Linked DNA regions of Salvelinus alpinus: region 1 is linked to region 2. The links are chromatin contacts, called in public Hi-C maps. All regions are on one chromosome and are shown on one strand. Each heading gives the region's core, a stretch centred on a gene start, on an enhancer-like site or on the middle of the called end of the contact. The rest is flanking DNA. Distances are from core to core; before and after follow the strand shown.

What was found. Hi-C and Micro-C count contacts between places; a contact is called where the count stands out from the background.
Region 1: a Hi-C map of red muscle shows a contact between it and region 2, with 12 times the contacts expected there. The contact joins the promoter of LOC139560628 here to the promoter of LOC139560454 in region 2. A contact is called at or near these places in 2 of 3 Hi-C or Micro-C datasets (muscle and red muscle).

Annotation. Positions count from the first base shown.
Region 1 is chr30:32,755,284-32,761,329 of SLU_Salpinus.1, forward strand. It overlaps LOC139560628 (dystrobrevin alpha-like), which reads left to right and starts at 1,798. Exons shown (of 23, transcript XM_071377565.1): 1 at 1,798-2,010.
Region 2 is chr30:32,518,344-32,524,175 of SLU_Salpinus.1, forward strand. It overlaps LOC139560454 (RING finger protein 11-like), which reads right to left and starts at 3,744. Exons shown (of 3, transcript XM_071377252.1): 1 at 3,120-3,744; 2 at 1,792-1,961; 3 at 1-1,519. The coding sequence starts at 3,233. The coding sequence ends at 1,348.

The DNA.
Region 1 (6,046 bases), core at 548-3,047, 230 kb after region 2:
TGTTTTGCACTGGCTGAAAGTTAATTGCATTCGATTTGGAACCGGACTGCCTCCTGGGGGTGAGTCAGGTGCCCCACTCTGTCCGACTGCAAAGTCGGTTCAAAACAGAAGTGACGTAATTAAGCACGTGTAGTAATGAGTATGATTCTGTGTTTTCAAAAGTGATTGCTTTTGATGAAAACGCTTTATCTGCCTTCCCAATGGAAACTATTTTGAAAAGTCTAACATTTCGTTTTTGGAAAAGATGATGCCCCATGTTGCCTTGTCGGCAATTTGACCAAGCTGCATAGATTACGTTAGATTTGAGAAGGGCGCTCCTCCCTCCCCGCTTTCTCCCGATGATGTGACAGGCCAGAGCGTGACAAAGTAGCGTAAACTATATTTTTATCTTTATTTAACTAGGCAAGTCAGTTAAGAACAAATTCTTATTCTTATTTACAATGACAGCCTACACCGGGCCAAACCCAGACGACGCTGGGCCAATTGTGCGCCGCCCTATGGGACTCCCAATCACGGCCAGTTGTGATTTAGCCTGGATTCAAACCAGGGTGTCTGTAGTGAGGAAAGTGTTATTTTGTTGTCCTCTGCATCCTCTCTATCTGTGTGAGGTAGCCTGTGCAGCCTAGTGTGGGCTATGGATCTCGACTATTGTCTGGGTTTAATGTGCCCAGCCTAGAACAATCCAGATGTTTCACCGGATGCATAAATCTGAAGCATCCGGTTGGCGTTTCCTCTCTTTACCAAATATGGTGGTTGTAGGAAGCCCAGTGGCCGGCAGTGGGAGAAAATAGAGCGAGATGGATTTTGGACGATCGGTTCGTACGTAAAGCATTTTCTATTCCGGCTGCAAATACATCGGTTTCCTCCTTAACTTGCTTTAATGGTGTGCCGCGTGATTGCTTTTTGAATGTGCGTACTGTATTAATAAAACATACTTTCCCACCACCATTTTCCGATTTTTGGACAACTTCAGAATGTTTCATACCGCGTTCAGCCAATCAGGTTGCAGCAGTCGGTTGTTTACCCTTAGTTGACAAGGTGGCCAACATCATGAAGTAGCATTAGCCACTCTAGCATGGTGGTGGAAAATTGTGTTTTCTTAAGACATTATGCACATTTTTTCAGTTTTTTTCCCAACAGCGGCACGCAATTAAAGCTAGTTAAGGAGGAAACCGATGCCTTTGCATTCTGAATGGAGGATGTTTTCTGTACGAACCGGTCGACGGGGGCCACCAGCGTACTACCTGCTGGTCACATAGCGCAGATGATAGTGAAGATCAATAGCTCCCACTAACGGCTTCCCAGGCTATGCATGAGGAGAATGTTTTGTCTTATTTGTTCATTTCTAAACTGTGCCTATCTGACTCCGATGTGATGCAAATTTCTCTCATCAGTTTCTCACCATTAAAAAAATGTATATATCAGATGGGGATTGTTTCTACAGACCCCACAAGCAGTCAGCACTGACTAGTACAACTCAGAGACAGGGCAGTCCAGTGTAATACACTCCCAGACAGACAACACCAAATTGTTGAGACTTCTTATTTACTGGCCATATAGGTTACTATAAAGACTTTGATGTGATGCAGATTTCTCTCATCAGTTTCTCACCATTTTTTTTATTTTAGATGTGGTTTGGTTTCACAGACTGCACTTATCCTTCCTGTGCATTGTATTCATGGGTTTATACAGTACGTATATGGCTGAATCAATATGTATTTGTATGTTTATTTTGTCAACTTCAACATTTGTAAAGAATACACTGACGCAAGTGAAGAGATTCCGCATTACGTCATCGGCAGAAGCCACACGTACTCGAGGCAAATGCTGGGTTGCGCTACTCGAAAATTTCCATCACATCACCACTGCAAAAGGCGTTCGTAATAACAGGAATAGACCGTTCTAGGGGTAATGTACAATTGACCTAAATTAATCGTAATCACATCTATGGACACGGCTGACACGTCTATCCTGGATGTAAACAATGCAGTTTTATTCCTCGAAATCCTGGTAAGTATAGACAGCACAAGTGCACTGGAACGACCTTATTATCACTCGTGTAAAATCCAAGTTACTGCATAGGAACTAGTGAGATCGAGATTTGTTTTAATCCCGAGGCAAATTGCATGTCAACTGTTAGAATTGAAGGATTGACAATTTGGGGGTTACGGTTATTATGCCTCATTTGTAGTGCCTCTGTCATAACGGGATACAGGTTATCGCAATGGATGTGCATATAAATCTGTCATATACAGCCTGTTGTTGCCTTTCTTCACTCATCATGTGTGTTTGACAAGAAATGTTGACAAATGATGCTCTTGGTATTTCACACTGTCAATCATAGTGTTTCTCAGTTCTTTCTGAAATACACCAGAGCTGAGCAGGATCCATTGTAATTAAAGTAACCAAGTCATTGACATGGCTATCATGGCTCGTTTGTAAAACTGTTATGGCATCATCAACCAACAGTTTGGTACACTACATGACCAGAAATATGTGGACACCTGCTTGTCAAACATCTCATTCCAAAATCATGGACATTAATATGGAGTTGGGTCCCCCCTTTGCCGCTATAACAGCCTCCACTTTTCTGGGAAGGCTTTCCATTGGATGTTCCACAAGATGTTCTACAAGAGCATTGGTGAGGTCGGGCACTGATGTTTGGTGATAAGTTCTGGCTCGCAGTCAGCATTCCAATTCATCCCAAAGGTGTTCGATGGGGTTGAGGCCAGAGCTCTGTGCAGGCCAGTCAAGTTCTTCCACACCGATCTCGACAAACAATTTCTGTATGGCCCTTGCTTTGTGCACAGGGGCATTGTCATGCTGAAACAGGAAAGGGCCTTCCCCAAACTGTTGCCACAAAGTTGGAAGCACAGAATCGTCTAGAATGACATTGTATGCTGTAGCGTTAAGATGTCCCTTCACTGGAACTAAGGGTCCTAGCCCGAACCATGAAAAACAGCCCCAGACCATTATTCCTCCTCTACCAAACTTTACAGTTGGTACTATGCATTCGGGCAGGTAGTGTTATCCTAGCATCCGCTAAACCCAGATTCGTCCGTCGGACTGCCAGATGGTTAAGTGTGATTCATCACTCCAGAGAACGCGCTCCAGAGTCCAATGGCGGCTAGCTTTACACCACTCCTGCCGATGCTTGACATTGCGCATGGTGATCTTAGGCTTGTGTGCAGCTGCTCGGCCATGGAAAACCATTTCATGAAGCTCCAGACGAACAGTTCTTGTGCTGACATTGCTTCCAGAGGAAGTTTGGAACTTGGTAGTGAGTGTTGCAACCGAGGACAGATCATTTTTACGTGCAACACGCTTCAGCACTCGCCGGTCCCATTCTGTGAGCTTTTGTGGCCTACCATTCCTTGGCTGAGCCGTTGTTGTTCCTAGACATTTTTCACTTCACAATAAAAGCACTTACAGCTGACCGGGGCAGCTCTAGCAGGGCAGAAATTTGACGAACTGACTTGTTAGAAAGGTGGCATCCTATGACGGTGCTACGTTGAAAGTCACTGAGCTCTTCACTAAGACCATGTTACTGCCAGTGTTTGTCTATGGAGATTGCATGGCAGTGTGCTCGATTTTATACGCCTGTCAGCAACGGGTGTGGCTGAAATAACCGAATCCACTAATTTGAATGGGTGTCCACATACTTTTGTATATATTGTGTATATATCAGCATATTCCCACCGATCCAGTTTTTCTGTTGTTGCAGCAATTTCCTGAAGCAGTTTCACTAATCACCTTTGTAGTGCAGCCAGTATCAGAGTTTTTTTCCTTCCAGTAAGGAGCTCACATTGGGACACAGGGTCAGTTCAGGAACAACAACCACAAACTTGTTAAAAAACGTATAGAATGCTTTCTGTCTTATGGAGAAAAGAACCATGGTGATCAGAGGCCCCACAGGCAGACAGCACTGACTAGTACAACTCAGAGGGAGGCAGTGGTGAAAAAAGTACCCAATTGTCATACTTGAGTAAAAGATACCTTATTAAAAAATTACTCAAGTAAAAGTCACCCAGTAAAATTCTACTTGAGTAAAAGTCAAAGTATTTGGTTTAAAAAAAAAAAATACTTAAGTATCAAAAGTAAATGTAATTGCTAAAATATACTTAAGTATCAAAAGTACAAATTATTTTAAAAAATCCTTATATTAAGCAAACCAGATGGCACAGTTTTCTTGTTTTTTCAAATGTATGTATAGCCAGGGCCATACTCCAACACTCAGACATCAATTACAAACAAAGCATTTGTGTTTAGTGAGTCCGCCAGATCAGAGGCATTAGCGATGACCAGGGATGTTCGCTTGATAAGTGTGTGAATTGGACCATTTTCTGTCCTGCTAAGCATTTAAAATGTGATGAGTACTTTTGGGTGTAAGGGAAAATGTATGGAGTAAAAAGTACATTATTTTCTTTAGGAATGTAGTGGAGTAAAAGTACAAGTTTAAAAAATATATAAATAGTAAAGTAATGTGCAGATACCCCAAAAAACTACATAAGTAGTACTTTAAAGTATTTTTACTTAAGTACTTTACACCACTGGAGACAGGGCAGCCCAGTGTAATACACTCCCCGACAAACAACACAAGATTGTTGAGACTTCTTATTAACTGGCTATATAGGCTGCTATAAATACATACAGTACCAGTCAAAAGTTTGGACACACCTACTCATTCAAGGGTTTATCTTTATTTTTACTTTTTTCTACATTGTAGAATAATAGTGATGACATCTAAACTATGAAATAGCACATATGGAATCATGTAGTAACCAAAAAAGTGTTAAACAAATCAAAATATATTTTATATTTGAGATTCTTCAAAGTAGCCACCCTTTGCCTTAATGACAGCTTTGCACACTCTTGACATTTGCTCAACCAGTTTAACCTGGAATGCTTTTCCAACACTCTTGAAGGAGTTCCCACATATGCAACTACCTACTGTATTTATTTATTTTGCTCCTTTGCACCCCATTATTTATATCTCTCCTTTGCACATTCTTCCACTGCAAATCAACCATTCCAGTGTTTTACTTGCTATATTGTATTTACTTCGCCACCATGGCCTTTTTTTGCCTAAATACAATATACTAAGTAAAACACTGGAATGGTTGATTTGCAGTGGAAGAATGTGCAAAGTAGAGATATAAATAATGGGGTGCAAAGGAGCAAAATAAATAAATACAGTAGGTAGTTGCATATGTGGGAACTCCTTCAAGAGTGTTGGAAAAGCATTCCAGGTTAAACTGGTTGAGCAAATGCCAAGAGTGTGCAAAGCTGTCATTAAGGCAAAGGGTGGCTACTTTGAAGAATCTCAAATATAAAATATATTTTGATTTGTTTAACACTTTTTTGGTTACTACATGATTCCATATGTGCTATTTCATAGTTTGCTCACATTGTATATAGACTTATTTTTCTACTGTATTATTGACTGTATGTTTGTTTTACTCCATGTGTAACTCTGTGTTGTTGTATGTGTCGAACTGCTTTGCTTTATCTTGGCCAGGTCACAATTGGAAATGAGAACTTGATCTCAACTTGCCTACCTGGTTAAATAAAGGTTAAATAAAAAATAAAATAAAAAAATGGGGAAATACAGGGCCATAACTCAAACAACTGCTCATGTCTCAGAAATACTGTACCCCTTTGCTTTTCTTTCTTTGACTGTGGTAAAAAAAAGAGCCATAATATACACAATAGACTTCTAAGGGAAGGGTTCAGCATGCCTGAAATTAAGTTAAGAGAGCAAGAGAGTTTATCTATCCACTGCAGGAAGAAATGTGATAGTTTTAATATTGCTAAGAGAAACTGACTTTATAGCCTTAGTTTGATTCTGGCAGGGGTGGAGCGTTACAAGTTATCTGCAATGTTTATGGTATACGATGATTTGCTCATTTCAGGGCAGTTATTTTTAATACTGCAAGTGTATGTGACACTAGCACAGAGCAAGAGTAATGCTCGCTGGGTGGGCGCCAAGTGAGAGGTTGGAAGGGGCTGCAACTGGAGAGCCAGTAAAGCTGTACAAGAATGTCGA
Region 2 (5,832 bases), core at 2,494-4,993:
GCATTGATACCATTATCAATATCAATCCTAACTTCTGTGCTGCAAAAATAATAAATAATATTGAAAAGTGCAAGGTTATAGATATATATATATATTAACATAATGCTTCCGTTAATGTCCTATAACTAAAGTGCAAATCTCGGGATCAGATTTAATGTGTGTGCAAGCATTCCTAACTTCTAGACTGATCCTCCACCACATGCACAAATGAGCCCTTTACATTGGCTGACAGCTATGTTAATCCTCTAAAAGTAAAACATATTAACCTTACACAGGGTGACTGACATACAGCTCATACACTTCTTTAGGCCATTCGGAATGGCAGTGGAGCTATTTCGAATGGTAAATCTGAATGGCAAAACAAAAGCTAATGCATGTAGTATATAGTCTAATAAAGGATGGACTTTGGGTGATTTCTGCACTGTGTATGTGCATACCATAGTTACATTGTTGTAAGCCTAAAGAATACTATGCTCTGTAACTTATTTTACTTTGCAACTGTAACACTAAAACAGGGTAAGCTTCAGTCCATAGAGAGATACCTAATATTACGCCACCATGCCGGCTTTCCTGGGGCTTTTTTACCCTTACTAAGCCATATTCAGAGTGCAGGATTTGGAGACTTTAGAAGACAGATAAGTCATGTCATCGTGTTGCCAGCTGTGGCTTTTAAAGGAATCTGATAGGATACCTCCTGGTGGCCAAATTCAGACTACAGAGAATTATCCAATCCCATTCCCAACTACTAATCATGGTGAACAATTTGCTGGGATGGGATACCACCGAGACCTGCTCAAGTGGAAATGCAGTGTAACAGCCCCCTCCCCCTCCTTCCCACCATAACATCACCAACCCAGGCCTACTGTATTCAACAGCTGGCTCAGGAACCCAGTCCACCACAGACACACAAACATATTTTGCATGCTTGTCCTCCTATGTCCTCCATGACTCAGCCTGTTCAGTTCAGTTCAGAGCCAGATCCAGGTGATGGGTGGATGGGTCAAAGTCTTTTCATTGTTAATCACTAGTGTTCGCATAGTCTCTCTCTCTATGTCATCACCGACCAAGACACCATGCTACTTTTTATCCCAAAGTTAAAAGCGGAGGGGAGGAGGGCAGCGTGTGTATGTATTTGTTGGGGCTGGTGGAGGTGGCGCTGTAAGAAGTCTGTGATGGTTGTAGAATGTGTGTGTGTGTGTGTGTGTGTGTGTGTGTGTGTGTGTGTGTGTGTGTGTGTGTGTGTGTGTGTGTGTGTGTGTGTGTGTGTGTGTGTGTGTGTGTGTGTGTGTGTTTGTAGGGGTGCGGCTAGGCGGAGCTCATCATAATGGGGTAGGGTTGTCTTAGGGGTCAGTTGGTCTCGTAGGTGGAAAGCAGGGCAGCATCCACAGGCTCCATGCAGGAGGGGCAGGTGAAGGACCTCATCAGCCAGTCATCTATACAGTCCATGTGGTAAATGTGCATACAGGGCAGGAACCGGATGGGGTCCCCGTACACAAAGTCCATCATACATATCACACACCTAGAAAATGGGTTATATACAATTATGAATAGTAGTTTTGATTAGAGTCTGTCGTATATTTTTCCTGAGCACATTACCTGACCAGAAAAAACTATGGGCACTAGTTATGTTAAACACACAGTTAAATGTTACAGCTAGGGCCGAAATTTTACCTAGTTAGGTCACATGATCAGTGATCTTTATCAATAACATCAGAGAATAAAAACAGTGGTAAACTAATTATATCAATATATAATATCAAAGAATAAAAACAGTGGTATGCAGATGCTCACTCTCTGATTTTTTTCTCGGAGCCGTCCCGGCCTCCGTCATAGACGCCCCGGGGAAGATGCTGGATGAGGCCGATACGCTGGGCGATACGGACCTGCTCCTCCTCAGTCAGCTGGGTGGCCAGGCGGGCCTGGCTGGGGGTGGGGTGGTACACCGGCATGTGAGCCTGCTCCTGGAGAAAAGACACACATACAGAGGAGAGTCAATACACATGCCAACTCAACTGGACTGATCGCACAACCCAGTGTTTTATCAATCACTGTATGGGTGAGGTGGGATGGGCACCCCTCCTAGCTCGGTTTCACCCTGCCTATAAGAGTGGCTGGGCTTATATTGGTTTCAATTGATAAAGTTGATGCCAGATGACACCTAGTTGTAATAGTAGAATGCACAAGGTGCAATTCTGAAATTGGGCAGTGCATCATCAGTTCCTCTTGTCATGTTAGTCATTGCATACCTTAGAGAGCTATTTCTAACTTGTCAGAAATTTCATGTCAGCTAAAGTTTTTTCATTTAGGCTTTTTAAGCCCATAGATACTGTTGTACTGTTATCCACCCTGCCGTGGATAAAGCAGTTGACAAAAACTGCCCATTATGGACATTATTGGCAAAAGGAACACTTTTGTGAGATTTAAAAGCATTTGGGCAACAAAAGTGCTGCGTGTGTGTTTTTTCCTTTGTGTAACTGGGTTTGTTAAACTATTGTAATATGAAAACTCAGACCCATAATCAGTTGCAATACCTAGCTATGAAAATAATAATTTTAATGCACTATGGACTCCCGTGTGGCGCAGTAGTCTAAGGCACTGCATAGTCTAAGGTGTCACTACAGTCCCTGGTTCGAATTCAGGCTGTATCACATCTGGCCGTGACTGGGAGTCCCATAGGGCTGAGCACAATTGGCCCTTGTCCAGGTTTGGCCGGGGTAGGCCGCCATTGTAAATAAGAATTCGTGCTTAACTGACTAAAAAATATATATATATCAAAATATTCAAAACCTATTATTTCCCCTGGTCTTTAAATCTTTCATTCGGACTAATCTGAAGGCAAATTGAAACTATACATTTGACAGCAACTTTAAACTATAACGTTACCGAGCTAGATGAATGAGTCATAAATGGTCTGGAAGAGTACAAAAGAAAATACATCAACCAGCTAGCTAAATAATCAGAAAATGTTTTGACCAGATTCCCAAGATGTTAAATGCCTTTGACCCCTACCCTGGGTTTTGCATAATTCTGTCAATTATCATAACCCTACTTCACCCTACTAACGTTTGTTAGCTAAATAACTAATAAAACTATCTAGCTAAGTTAATATTAAGTCTGACCTGGTAAGGCGGAGGTGGCTCCAAATCCGCGTCTGCGTCCCCATAACTTCCTCTGTCAGACTCGTGAAGCAAAGATATATCGTCCGACGTCGGCGATTTGAGACAATTTCCCATGTCCTCTTCTCAGCCCCTCGTTGTTTAGCTAGCTATAGTAGCTAGCTTGTAAACTTACTATTGTTAGTTTACAACCACATGTATCCTCCACTCGTTACAGAAGTAACGGTATTACACATTAACTACTGTTTAACAACCCATTAAAATATAATATGTCTGTTCATACGAATACTATATCGAGCCCCCAGCAGCTGTCCAAGCTATTCAACATCATCAGACCATCACAGTCAAAACAAAGAGCTAGATAATAACAGTAGCTAACGTTAGCTACTTCGCCTAGCTAGCTAATGTTATCGACATGTTATTCCTAAATGAAAATCACTCATTCCTCGGTCTACGATTTGAAATGTAAAACGTTCGCTTAAAAAGCAACTACCATAACAACATCAAGCGATAGAAAATGAATATTTTGCACAAATATCGACCACTGACTTCGCGAAAAAAATTCACTAATAACTGTCTGGCTAGCAATGTTATCAGAGATCCTGGACAAAATGACAAGATGCTTGTGACTCCGCCCTAACAATGGGATTCGCTGTCCATAGAGCGGAACAGCGGGATGTCAAGCTCCCGCCCATTCCTCTCTGGATTGGTAGATACATCTCGTTATTTGAATATATTTTCAATATTCGATAAGGGAGTTGACGTCAACCGCCTGTATTCAATGGAGAGTGAGATGCTATTCTAGCCTCATGAATATGCATAGATGCCTTGAATTTCAACAGGGACAATTCAATGAATTGTGTTTTTTCTCAGTTTACCAGAATGTCACGTGCATCACACTTATTATCAGTATGCTCATAACAACCTAAGCATTACTTAACTTTTATTAGATCAAATAAGCCTCAGGTATCAAAAAAACTTTTCATTTTTTTCTCAACTAAATTCCACACTCTCTCAAAAACTCCTCACTTGCTTAATAATTAAAGATGCACTATGCAGAAATCGCTCCGCCATTTCTTCAATGCAAAAATTCTAATAGTTCACCTAATTTCAGTTTATGTAACAAAACAATTAAGTATAGTGTAGTGTAGAGTATAGGGTAGAGAATCATTAAGTGCTGATGGTGCCGACAGAGAGGGCTGCCTCGCTTCTAGTCAATAGGAAACTTTGCAGTATTATTTCTTACATTGCTAGCCCAGAAAATCTATATTAGATTTGCGATTATATACACTCTATCGGCAGGATAGTGTTATTTCATACAGCCAGGAAGAACTATTGCTAGTTTGTTTTCTTTTTTTTGCGTTGTTCGTAACTTGTTTGGAACATAATGTTGCTGCTACCATCTCTTATGACCGAAAAGAGCTTCTGGACATCAGAAATGCAATTACTCACCTTTCATGAAGCTGCCAGTTGAGAACTTGTGAGGCGTCTGTTTCTCAAACTAGACACTCAAATGTACTTGTCCTCTTGCTCAGTTGTGCACCGGGGCCTCCCACTCCTCTTTCTATTCTGGTTAGAGCCAGTTTGCGCTGGTCTGTGAAGGGAGTAGTACACAGCGTTGTACGAGATCTTCAGTTTCTTGGCAATTTCTCATATGGAATAACCTTCATTTCTCAGAACAAGAATAGACTGACGAGTTTCAGAAGAACGTTCTTTGTTTCTGGCCATTTTGAGCCTGTAATCGAAGCCACAAATGCTGATGCTCCAGATTTTCAACTAGTCTAAAGGCGGCCAGTTTTATTACTTCTTTAATAAGCATAACAGTTTCCAGCTGTGCTAACATAATTGCAAAAGGGGTTTCTAATGATCAATTAGCCTTTTAAGATGATAAACTTGGATTAGCTAACACAACGTGCCATTGGAACACAGGAGTGAAGGTTGCTGATAATGGGCCTCCGTACACCTATGTAGATATTCCATAAAAAATCTGCCAGTTCCAGCTACAATAGTCATTTACAACATTAACCATGTCTACACTATATTTCTGATCAATTTGATGTTATTTTAATGGACAAAAAATGTGCTTTAATTAAAAAACAAGGACATTTCTAAGTGACCCCAAACTTTTGAACGGTAGTGTATATATACTGAACAAAATTATTAACACAACATGTGTTGGTCCCATATTTCATGAGCTGAAATAAAAGTTCCCAGAATTTTTCCATAAGCACAAAAAGCTTATTTCTCTCAAATGTTGTGCACAAATTTCTTTACATCCCTGTTAGAGAATATTTATCCTTTGCCAAGATAATCCATCCACCTGACAGGTGTGATATATCAAGAAGCTGATTAAGGGCCTCCCGGGTGGCGCAGTGGTCTAGAGCACTGCATCGCAGTGCTATGCTGCGCCACCAGAGTCTGGGTTCGCGCCCAGGCTCTGTCGCAGCCGGCCGCGACCGGGAGGTCCGTGGGGCGACGCACAATTGGCTTAGCGTCGTTAGGGAGGGTTTGGCCGGTAGGGATATCCTTGTCTCATCGCGCTCCAGCGACTCCTGTGGCGGGCCGGGCGCAGTGCGCGCTAACCGAGGGGGCGGGTGCACGGTGTTTCCTCCGACACATTGGTGCGGCTGGCTTCCGGGTTGGAGGCGCGCTGTGTTAAGAAGCAGTGCGGCTAGGTTGGGTTGTGCTTCGGAGGACGCATGACTTTCGACCTTCG